Linked DNA regions of Rattus norvegicus: region 1 is linked to region 2. Evidence: chromatin contacts called from public Hi-C data. All regions are on one chromosome and are shown on one strand. The core of a region is the stretch at or near the end of the contact, and the rest is flanking DNA. Distances in the headings are between cores, read along the strand shown. Region 1 holds the start of Tuba1c (tubulin, alpha 1C). Region 2 overlaps LOC120093830 (a long non-coding RNA gene).

The links. Hi-C and Micro-C count contacts between places; a contact is called where the count stands out from the background.
Region 1: a contact with region 2 is called in a Hi-C map of the Rat2 cell line, with 2.3 times the contacts expected there. The contact joins the promoter of Tuba1c here to the enhancer-like site in region 2. A contact is called at or near these places in 2 of 12 Hi-C or Micro-C datasets (the Rat2 cell line and Schwann cells).

The regions. Positions count from the first base shown.
Region 1 is chr7:132,067,752-132,073,875 of GRCr8, forward strand. It overlaps Tuba1c (tubulin, alpha 1C), which reads left to right and starts at 3,233. Exons shown (of 4, transcript NM_001011995.1): 1 at 3,233-3,317. The coding sequence starts at 3,315.
Region 2 is chr7:132,026,329-132,032,422 of GRCr8, forward strand. It overlaps LOC120093830 (a long non-coding RNA gene), which reads right to left. Exons shown (of 3, transcript XR_010053087.1): 2 at 6,092-6,094; 3 at 1-5,300. It also overlaps a transcript of Tuba1c not described here. Among named protein-coding and RNA genes, the nearest start is that of Tuba1a, 34 kb to the left of the region's middle. Within about 2 kb of position 4,818, at least 17 of the 93 cell types and tissues checked have an H3K27ac peak or open chromatin away from gene starts, as enhancers often do.

The DNA.
Region 1 (6,124 bases), core at 1,983-4,482, 40 kb after region 2:
CTACTCTAGGACTGTGATTTTTGCCTTTTTAGTTACATCTCTTAAAAAAAGTGTTTTATTTTATATGAGTACATTGGTGCTGTCCTCAGACACACCAGAAGAGGGCATCAGATCCCATTACAGATGGTTGTGAGCCACCATGTGGTTGCTGGGAATTGAACTCAGGACCTCTGGAAGAGCACCCAGTGCTCTTAACCGCTGAGCCATTTCTCCAGCCATTTTGGTTTCTTTTTAAACTTTTCTCTTCCCTAATATTGCCTGTGTTTCAGTTTATATAAAGATTTTATTTTGTGTGCGGGTGTTCTGCCTGCACGTTTATGTACTGTGTGCATGCAGTGACCGGAGGCCAGCAGAGGGAGTTGAGTTCCCTGGAACTTGAGTTACAGACTGTAGCTCGTGGGTTCTGTGCCTCAAACTTGCGTCCTCCGGAAGAGGTGGTGGTGTTAACTGCTGAGCCGTTTCTCTAGCCCCTTACATATGTACTAAAACTGAAACGTGCACAAACTTCCTTTCCACCCCTTCACTGGGAACTAAACTCAATCTATCACAAATGCTAGGAAAGCCCTCTACCCCGGAGCTGCACACCTCTATGCAGATGAAGTCTCCCAAATTATTGAGGCTGACTTCAAATGTGTGACCTTCTGCTTCAGCCTCCTCAGCATACTGTAGCTCCTCACTGCATCATTTCTACCCCTCTGGTCCTCCCAAGAACACCACAGGCTTCACATAACTGGAAGCTTTTGCTCCAATGACTGCCATGTCTATTCCTTTTTGTTTGTTTTGAGGCAGGGTCTCAGTGTAGTCCTGACTGTCCTAGAACTCATTCTGTAGACCAGGCTGGCCTTGGACTCTGGGGTTTGCCTGCCTCTGCCTCCAGAGTGCTGGGATTAAAGCTGCATACCACCACACTGAGTTTCCCTGGCCTATTCTTCTGTCTGATTGTCCCCATATTCACGGTTTAAGTTTTAATTCAAATCTTACACAACACAAATAATACTGCTACTTTTAATTTTTTTACTTTTTTATTTATTTAGTGTGTGTGTGTGTGTTTGCTATGTGTGGAGGTCAGAGGACAACTTTCAGGTATTACAGGATATTTGATTATTGTACATAGAAAACCTAATTGTTAGCAACATATAAAAGCTTAACCAGATAATTGCATTTGTCAGGTGCAGTTAAGTGTGTGCCTATGGAGGCACAGTTTGGGTGTGCCTCTAAGAGCCTCATTAGATAAGAATTTGAAAGAATGGAAAGTTCTTGTTAATTTTAAGGCAACTTGCTTGGGAGAGTCTCTCTCTCTCTCTGTCTCTGTCTCTCTCTCTTTCTTTCTCAGCTTGTAAGAGCCTTCTCTATGGAAGGAGCTACATGTAAGAGATAGGGTTTTCTCTTTGGGTTGCAGGAACGACAGAGAAGCATTTGACTGCACACAGGTAAAACAATATTCTAGGGAAGAGAGCTAAGGAGTTCTCGAGTTTAGAGGAGCTCAAGAAAAAGGTAGACTAGCTCTGTAGAATGACTCAGAAAAACTGCTAAAGAGCTAGCAGTTTAGTTGTAGAATTAGGCTTGTGAATAGATATTTTGTCGATAGATAAGAAATAAAGTTACCTTGCAGGGCTGGCAGGCCTTTACCTTTAGTTTATGCCTCCAGTGTCTTTATTGGTACAAAGATTAGCTCATTTAAGTGGTTAAAATTGGTTTTCTTCTGGGAGTCAAACTTGGTTCTTGGCAAATAAATAAATAAGATTAACTTATTATGTATACAGTATTTTGACTGAATATATGCCTATACACCAGAAGAGGGCGCCAAGATAACATCACAGATGGTTGTGAGCCATCATGTAGTTACTGGGACTTGAACTCAGGACCTCTGGAAGAGCAGCCAATGCTCCTAACCGCTGAGCCACCTCTCCAGCTCTCCACCTCAATTTTTAAAAACAAGATTCTTCACTGAACTCTGATACTGTAAGAGCAGCTGGCCCGTGAGCTCCAGACTCTTCCTGTCTCTCTCCTCAGCATGAGGACTACAGGCAAGCGCCACTACAGCTCCTTACACGTTCTCAGGGAGCCATCTATCTCCTTAGCAGGGCTGGATGGCACTTCTGAGAAATCTGCTTTGCGGAGTTGTTCAGACAAGTCTGTTTAGCGTAGGTCAGTGCTGCAGAAGTCCAACTTCTCCCACAATGGAGACGCTTACCTAATTTGTTTCCCTGAACTCTCATCTCCTCATGATTTTTAAGATGGGGACAACAACCACCGGGCTCTTGGACCAGATAGAATGTGGTACCACAGTGTGGACATTCAATTCTGCATCCCACAGAATCAGAGAAAGGGATTAGTGTGGATCGTTTGAGGCCAGTTTGAGCACTGCAACGGGAACCCATCTTTGAGGTGGGGGGGGAATGAAGTTACAAGTTCCTTTCATAATGGATCGTATCTACCAGGGTAAGGCTCTTAAAACCCGAATGTTCACTTAAAGGGGAGCTGAGGCAGACTCTGCCTTCAAAAATAAAAGGGCGCTGGGGATACGCGGGTAGATTGATATCCTCAGGACTTGGGGTGGGAGAAGAGAGGAAGGAGGGAAGGGCTAGCCTTCTAGAGGGTAGGAGTAAAAAGTGCTTAGGACCCGCTGGCGGGTATTGAGACCTAGGTTAGGAAAGATTGCCTTCAGGAGCTGCAGCCTGATGATGCTGTAACCGGCTTTGGCCTCGGCTAACTTCAGCTCCACCCTTCCCACTGTGCCGTCAAGTTAACTGGGCGTTTCCATCCTAGCCCCCTGAAGCGGTCGCAGTCACCACCCAGCCGGCAGCCGCAGGTCACCCGGTCACCTCTCAGGCTCACTCTTCCCGGCTCCAAGACCTGGGTGGGGCGACCGAGCCACAAGTGCCGTGGCGACCAGCTGTGAGTCCCCGGGGGCCGATCCAGGCCGCCCCCCTCTACCTGGGACTTTCTTCCGGTCAGAGCTCCACAAAGATCTCGCTGTCCTCCAACTTCCAATCGCCTTCTCCACCTCCTTCCCCGCCCCACCTGGCCCTGGCGTGGATCCTGGGTGTCTCCTCCCCTTCCCACTTCCAGCTCCTTCTACGGAGTTTGATTTGAACTTTCGAACTCGCCAATCATCGGCCTCCGTGCGGCCCGGGGCGGGGTCCGGTGTCCGTCCTCCCGACGCGTGGCCCGGCCAGGGTATATAAGCACTCTCCGGGAGGCGGACCTCACACAGCTTCTCCCCCGGACTCCTTGGTAGTCTGCTAGTGGGAGACCTTCGTCACCCCCCTCTTCACTTCCTCAGTTTTCGCGGACCACTTCAAGGACTAAATATGGTAAGTGTGGCTTTGGGGCAGCGGCGAGGTCGTCTGAAGGGACCGCGGGAGCTGAGGACTGCCCGGGAGACCGTACCTGCCCTAGCCCCCGACGGCCGCCTCCAGTTAAACTGGCTTCTGGCGACCAGGGTTTGAGAGCCCAAGTCCATCAAACTAGTGTCGCTTTAGGCTAGAAGACTCGTCCCGGTACCTCTGTCTCGATCGTACTGGGAGAGCATCCCGTCTAGGCCGCCAGTCGCTCTCGGAAAGACAGAGAACTTTCACAATGACCGCAAGAGTTTGCAGAAACTAAAAGCTCTTCATTTTCTCAAATGCTGTCGCTCTCTCAGCTGGGATAACCAGAGGACCTCGTGCGCTGCGGACAGGGCTGAGCAAATACTTCCGGGCACCGTCTCCACGCCCTGTGACTCGCTGCTGAGTCACCTGTGGCCAGTCCCGGGACCTTCCAGCTGTGTACCTGGGAAGGCGAGCTCCTCCGTAGGAGGGGAATAATGGACGTCAGATCCCCTAGGCCAGTCTAGTTTCTAGTGTGTTAGTTCAGTGGCATGAAAAATGTCTATAAAGATTTTTTTCTATAAAGTTAAACTACCAACAGCATTCCGTCCCCCCCCCCCCCCCCCATAAAGGGTTTCTCTGTGTAGCCCTGGCTGTCATGGAACTCACTGTGTAGACTAGGATGGCCTCCAGCTCGGAGATCCGCCTGCCTCTGCCTCCCGAGCTGGGGTTAAACGCAAGCCTAATTTTGGTTTTTGAGTGTCTTATGAAGCTCATGCCGGCCTTGAAATCACTATGTGGCCAAGCATGACCTTTCATTAAAATTAGGATCCTTCTGTCTCCACCACCAAGGCCTAGGATTACTCACCCTGGCTAACAATGCATTAGTTCAGTTTTCTCGGGACAGTGGCTGGGCTCTGGAGGCAGAGGCAGGCGAATCCTCTGAGTTCAGGTAAGCCAGGGGTACATAGTGAGACTCAGCACAGCTTGGAGGGAGCAGCTAGTTCTCTAATCTTTGGAGGCTGAGACAGGGGGATTGTTCATGAGTTTGGGGCTTCTCAGGCTCCCCGGTGAGTCCCAGGCTAGTGTGGGCTACAGAGTGACTAATTTTGGTAAAAGGCCCCTCCTTGCTAAATAAGTTTAATTATTTGGAAGACCATGTACTTAGCGTAGAAGCTACTGGGTTTTCATCAGAAGAGAAGGAAACAAAATCAGACACATGGTCAGCTGCCAATAGAAATGTAAAAGAAAACCCCATCCCGGCATAGGGCGTAGTTTCACAATCCAAGCTAACTCCATTGATCACCTTTTGACTTAGCAGCTCCTTCCCACTTGTTTCTTATGAAACAGTCAAGGTCGTCTCCCCACACCAGAGGGTTCAGCTGTTCCAGAGCAGCCCAGGGATAGTGAAAATAAGGAGCAATCATTTAAGATCTATGGAAGCTTTGGGGAGGTGGGGTATACAGTCCTCACGTAGCCCAAGCTGCCTCTAAGGATCTGAGTTGTGGATGACCTTGAACTGCTGATCTCCTACCTCCTACACTAGGACCGGGAGCCTGAGCCACCATTTTGTGTGGTGTCGGGATGGAGCACAGAACTTCACACATGCTACACAAGACCTCTCCCCACTGAGCTAAATCCACAGCCCAAAGGCTGTTGTTGCCTTCTGTTTCACTCGCTTTTGTGAGTGTACTTTGAGGTGGTTGGTGTGCTTTCGGGGGCAGGAGAGGACAGTTTTCCTCAGAGTTGAACTCCGAGTTCAGGCTCAGTGGTAAGCTTTTTCCAGGTGAGCCTACTGGCCTCCCACACTCCGGGAGACTTTCAAAATTGTATTCTGAAAGAGGGATTCGGTGAGTATGAGTAACCGGACCTTAATTACAAAAGTGTAACAACGACTCTGTAGTTACAAAAGTGTAACAACCGACTCTGAGGTTACAAAAGTGTAACAACCGGCTTGCTTTTGATCAAGCAAACCCACAAAGATACAGTTCAGAAAAGCCCCAGGCTCACCTATTAGGCAAGCGTGGGCTTAAGTGTATGGTTTCGCTACACAAGCAAGCCTCTTATCCAGTTGAGGCTAGACTAAATGATTCATGTGTGCCTCTTGACTTTTCCTTCTTAGCTGCCAGGAGTGGGTTTGTGAAATCTTAAAGATTTCACATTTATCAAGTGGATGCATGTGTGCCACGGCATGCCTGTGGGAATGAGACAACTTGGGAAGTTGGTTCCCTCTTTCTTTACACTAAGGTCCCTTAGATTGAACTCAGGTCATCAGGCTTGGCAGAAATCGACCTTAACTCTTCTTTCAAGCCATCTTGCCAGCACAACAAAGCCGTTTAGAACCAGAAATTGGGGGACCAAAAGGCTACAGTTGAAGTGCCTCGTTAGAATCAATGGGCCTCAGACACTGCTTCCCTGGGCCTTGTGCCTCTGTCTAGCTTCTGGGGACTGGAGGTTCTAAAGTCCAGGTAAAGGTCACTTGAACCAGAGCTGCCCCTCCCCCACAGTCCTCAGGGCAGGAGACCCTGAGCTCACCGATGTGGTCAGAACCCTTGATTGTTTTATGGGAAACACAGAGGGACGGGTCAAAGGTTGTGAGGAATGGCTTCTTGTTTGATTACTCTGGCCTGAGAAGCTTCTCCTTAGAAAACCTGGGTGTTGAATGAGTTTCCTACCAAGGACTTTTAAAAGCCTGAGAGACTTTACTACTTAAGGAGAATAGCAACAGTTGGAGACTTTTTATGTCAAATTTGAAGGAAGGTTTTGCTGCCAAATTCAAAGTGCTCACCTCACACTGAATTATGAATGCTGGG
Region 2 (6,094 bases), core at 3,568-6,067:
GGCCTGAGCGATTGTCCATTTAATCCTCACAGCACTTTCAGGAACCTGTTTCTTTCTATTCTCTCAACTCAGTAGATAAGGAAATTAGTTCAACAACACAAAGGAACAGAGTCAGGCCTCCCCCAGTCCGGGCTGGTCCCGTTCCAAGAGCCACACTTGAGAACCTTTCCGATTGACTTAAGAAACATTAAATATTAAAAACCATTGAATTCACGATGAGACGTTAAGCCGAGCCAACATCTATCTGTCTCTATGGACACAGACGGTGGCTTTAGCCTGGTGTGTTCACGCCACTCCCATTACAGCTCGTGGTTAATCTTCTATTTTCTTTTCAAAAAATGTTTATTAGATTTTTTTTATTCTGATCTATTTTCTGACAGCGTCTTTGCCCGCCCCACCCAGTCCTTTGTCCCCTTCCTCTCACACACCCATTACGTTAATAAACCTTGCAAAATATCACTACTCTCTCACCGCGAGCCCGGCCCCCGCCCAGAGAACCAAGATTCCCCACATTTCTCCTTCGGTCATCATGGATGTATGTGTATAAGTGTGTCATTGTTCTGTGTGACTTTTAAAAACAGAAACGGCGCCATGCTGTATTTTCTGTTTGAAGAGCCCTTTTCCTACCCGTGCCCTACCGAGCTCCTTTTAAATGTTTCCGCCTCTTCCTCCCAGCTGTTGTGCGGCCAGCTTCAGAACCGCTTTCGCTTGTTTTCACTCTTGAAATGACTTCATGGCACAAGTCAACAACATCTAACTGGGTTTGTATTCACGGGGCGTGTTGAAAACAGGCATCCGCGTTATGGCTGACTGGAGTGTTACTAACAACACAGAGGAAAGGGAAGTAGCAGGCGGCCGGTATCTGCACTGTGAGCTCAAAGAGAGTCCCAGCGCAGGCGCGCTTTGTTCTCGCCATTATCGTCAGCCCCCTGCCTCCGGGTAGTTAACCCACACTCTCTGGTCTTTTATTCGTTTCACTTGAGGTAGTAGTGACCGACTCACGATGACAATGTTGTAAAGACGAAGTGAGGTAGCATAGGGATCGATGGCAAACCTGGTGTACTGAGTGCTTTCACTTCTCAGGGGGGCGGGGCTGGTCTTTCAGAGGAAGCACTTAACTGAGGCTCAAAGAAGGGCTCATGAATGGCGCTATGGGTGTGGTCGGCAGCCTTGAAGCTCCTGGAGGACAGAAATGATGATGCCCACCTGTGATCCAAATCCTTGGTAGAGTGAAGAAGCCAGCCTGTCCGATACCGGGAGACCCTGTCCAAAACCAAACCAAACAGAAACAACAGCAACCACAAAACTAAATTAGAGGCCCTGGAGAACGGCAGCTGGGACCACTGTTGAGGAGCTTGTGGTGTTTCTTGTGTGACGTCTGTTACATATAAAATAGGGTAATCGTAATGTCTGATTTGTTCCAAGTGCCCCGTCCTAAAATCCTCACAGCAGCACTCGTGTCGCGGCCTGCGTTTCTAAATGAGATAATCTGTGAATGGAAAGCACTTAGTATATTTTGGGCATAAATGATGTATGGGGTATTGTACTATGCTGACAGTGTGGTATAAACGTGGGATTAGCCGACATTCACTGTCTAATGCTTTTCTTAGTTGTTTTATTTCTTTTTGAGATGACCTCAAGGAGTTGGGGTGGGGTGCCGCGCGGGGGAGGGTATCCTGTCTTTGAACTCTTGAATTTCCTACTTCTGCCTCCTGAGTGCTGGGGTTACAAGCTTACGCCATCACACCGGACTAGTGCAGCACACCTGATTAATTCCCTGGATGAATTCCCCGGATACCCTCTGCATGTCACCACCTGTGACTTTTAATAATTTTTTTCAGATTATGAAAATTTTTTATCAACCTTTTTCTTTAACTGAGAAGGTAAAGATAAGCCTGTGACATCGGCTTATTGTTCTAGCTGGGGCTCGAATCCGAAAGGGGAGCCTCCGGAGAGTCTCTGGGAGGAGGGCTGAGAGGAGGGCTGGAGCAGCTGCAGGCAGCTTGTCTCCTGCTGCTTAGCTCTCTCAGAAGCACTGGAGCACGCAAATATTCCATTGTTGTGGGCACAGCGCAAGCGGATATCTAGCAGGCAGATGAAACTTGGTAGGAACTAAAACTCACAGGAGCAATGAGCCGGCATACGTAGGAAAGGAGCCTGATTTGGGGGGTGTGGGGGAAGTCCAAGTAATAAACCTGAGTCGTTTTAAAAATGTCTGCCTGGGGTTGGGGATTTAGCTCAGTGGTAGAGTGCTTGCCTAGCAAGCGCAAGGCCCTGGGTTCGGTCCCCAGCTCCGGAAAAAAAAAAAAAAAAAGTCTGCCTATCCCTCTCAGCTCAGAGAGATTTCTCTAACCCACAGAACCTGTTTTTAGGGTGTGTGTGTGTGTGTGTGTGTGTGTGTGTGTGTGTGTGTGTGTGAACTCATCCCAGCCAGCCCCAAACTGAAATTCCAATTCAACAAAAAAAGACGACTTCAGCTGTCAAGAGCTGGAGCCACATGTGAATTTTGGTCTGAGTCAGGCAGCAGATGGGCCAAGTGTTCCGGGGAATGTGACAGAGCCCGAGGCCTGAGCCAAGCCCCTTTGCCTTAATTCCAGGCTTAGCTCAGAGAGAAACAATTCGGAATGGCTTTCTTTTAAAGGGACAATGTTAAAATATTCTTTTGGTTTTGTGTGTTATTTATTGACTTGGGGTATTAGGGGTTGAAGTCTGTAGCATGCACTGCAAAAGCTCTACCTTTTTTTTTTTCTATTGTTTCTTTGACAGGGTTTTTACCTTGTAACCAGGGTGGCCTTGAACATGACACCCTACTGCTTTGGCGACCAGAGTGCTAAGTGTGCCCCACCATGCCCAGGTTAGATTACTTTTATAAGAAAACCAACTAATTATGTGAAAACAGTGTGCTAAAAAAAGCCCCCTTTTTACACTGAAAGAGATTTCTCTTCTTCCTTCTCCTTTCTAGCCTGGGCCCCCCAGAAAGGATTTCTTTGTGTAGCCCTGGCTGTTCCTAAACCCACAGAGAGTCATTGTCTCTGCCTCCTGACACTGAAGAGATTTCTTAGCAGACAAATTTCTCTGATGGTGTGTGATAAGTTAATTCTCTGCTGCTTGTGAACTGAGCCAGTTCAAGCCAGATTAGGTTATACTGAAGGCAGGTTTATTAGGGGGAACTCGCTGGCCCCAAGCACTAAAGCCAGGGGAGTTGCCAAGGGGAGAGAAGGGGGAGAGGGAGAAGGAAAGAGAGAAAGAGAGAGAGCACAAAATGTTTGGACTATATAGGGAAGAGTCCTTGGGGAAGGGCAGCCCAACCCCTGGGCTGGAAAGTTTAGGGTTGGGGGCAGGGTATGCCAGGTAGGGACTGAGGAATGCTGGGAGAACCTGGAGGGCTGGTCTACTTTGGTATGTAAAATATGCAGCTCAGTGCCTTGTCTTGGGGTCTGAAACCGAACAGTGTATAGTTGTTGAGTTAAGCAGTTGGACACTAGCAACACCACTGTTATAAGGTGCATAGGTTGATAAACCATTGCCTCAGTCCCTCTATATTCCAAAGAAACTGGTAAAAGAAAGTACATTTAATAATAGTTTGGCCAAAACAGAGAGACTTCTCTCCTCCCCATGTTACAGGTTAGCAGAAAAAAAAAACGGGCCTCACATCTACATGCCTTACACATGTTAGCTTTCTGTCTAGGCTCTGCCCCAGTTATCTGGTTACAGCAGTTATGCCTGTCACTATAAAAGGGGCCGCTTGCCCCCTCTTGCTCTCTTACCCTCTTTCTCCCCTTTGTCCCTTCTCTCCCCATTCCCTTCCCCACCCCCGAACTCCTACATGCTCATAGCCGGCTTCTACTACTTTTCTCTCTCTCTCTCTCTTTCTCTGCCCCTACTACCCTTTCAACCCCCCTCCCCGTGCCCTGAATGAATTCTCTTCTATACTATACGGGTCGTGTGGCTGGTCTCTCAGGGCAAGGGATGACTCAGCATGAGCCCGCAGGTTAGCAGAAACCCTTCCCCAACACCTCACCACACCTCCATAGAACATATCCCCCTCTCTTTATCTTTTTATCAACACATCACCACAGCCCTGCAGTGATACAAGAACTTACGATCTGAGAATGGATTCTTTTTAGAGTTAAAAAACAACATCAACAACAAACCAAGGCGGACCAGTTATAAGTTTCAGCAGCTCCAGGGTGGGCCGAAAGGAAACTAATAACAATAAAAAGCCCATGTCGTTTGTGTCAGGTCGGACATGGGGAACAAGGAGCCACGTGGTGCTCTGGAGACTTTAGAGAAAGGAGGGAAACGCAGGGGGGGTGTGGGGGGCAGTGTGAAGCAAAACGTGCTTAGAAAAGAGAAGAGCAGGAGAAGTTACGTTTTTCTGAATAATTCAGAATAGTACCTGGCTGTGGTTCCACAGCCCTGCAAGCTGCTGCACTAGGGGTGGATTCTGGGAAGAAAATATAGTGTCTCATTAAAGAACTGTTAAATTACGATGTGAGTCTCTTTATCATGGTCTAAGGAGGCCTAGTGATGGCCCCTTGGCTAAAAGACAGACTCCACCTAACTGAAAGATTGAGCCTCTGTGTTAGCATTCTGTCTAAGCTCCATCCCCACAGCTACCTGGCAACAGCCAGGTATGCTCCGCCCCAGTTGCCTGGCAACAGCCAGGTATGCCTGACTCTATATAAGGGGCTACTTGGCCACTCCTCTTGCCCTCTTCCCCTTCATCCCTTCTCTCTCCATCCTCCCCTCCCCTCTTCCCTCCACGTGCCCATGGCCGGCCTCCTTGCTTCTCCCCTTTTCTACTCTTCTTCTCTCTTTAAGCCTTTCCACATGGAATCATGTTGGTTTGGGGTGCTTTGTCCGAATGTGGGCCTAGGTCAGATATTTCACCAGCTCTTTGCTCTAACACCCACCTCTTACACAAACAATAGCAGTAAATACAATTTAAAAAAATGCAAAGAGGGGTTGGGGATTTAGCTCAGTGGTAGAGAAGGCCCTGGGTTCAGTCCTTAGCTGGGGGGGGGGGGGGAGGCAAAGATCGTTTGTTTTGAAAGAGAAAATGACCGGTGTTTCAGTGCCACACCCAGTCCGCACTGCAGACTTCTTCCCAGTGTAACAGTTTTTTCCTCCGAGGTTACCTCAGGCTCTGCACACTGAGTTTGCAAATGAAAAAACGGCAAAGGGTGGGATGGCCGAAGAGAGGGAGGGCTCTGGCGACTCTTTCCCGATTCAGCTTCAGTTTAGGATCTGGACCGAGTTGCCTCTTCCTGAGGGTGGTCTTTGTGTTTTATTTCATTCTGAGGAGAAAGGACTCACTTATGAGATTTTGCTTGGAAGCTCAGATCAAAAATTTTAAAAGATGGGAGTGTTGCTGACTTAGAGTGCAATAACTGAAGGAGAAAAGCAAAACTCAGCAGGTTAGAATTCTAAATATAGCTGGACCTTGCTTTTCACAGTTCTGGGCTCCGGAAGATTCAAGGCTCAGATAGTAGGGGCGAGGAATTTATTTTGCCACCTCCTCCTAAGAGAGGGAAGCAGCTGGTGGAAGAGGGGGAGGAACAGGTGAGAAGCCGGGAGGGGGAGGAAGAGAGAGAGAGAGCATTCTCTATAACAAAAAGCCCATTCCCCTTTCCTCCTCAGAAGTGCTTGGCTTTGTGAGACCTGCCTTTCTCTGCGGAGTGTCTCCACGGGAGGCTTCAGCCGTGCCTTTGGCTCTATAGTCCTTGACCGAGGGAGATGTAAGCCTGCATTGTATTAACTTTTTCTGCTTCTCTGCTTGCATATCTTCTGGCTGAAGGACACTTACGTACAGTACTGGGAGGCATTCTCCTCCTCCCTCTCTGCAGATAAACAAATCTCAAACATCTTCCAGGATCTGCCTGATTCACTAAAACTTACTAAATACCCCCCTTTGTGCTCAAAACAAAGAACCCCTAGTGCTCATCTGGTTGGATCCGGATTGTGAGGGCTTGGAGCCCAGGCACCTATGGGACCTACTAACCCAGCTTTCTTTCTCTTGCTATTGAGCTCCTAATTCAGGTTTTTCTGGCACTGCTGTTGTGAACAAGAGCCTATAGTTAATGCTTACCGA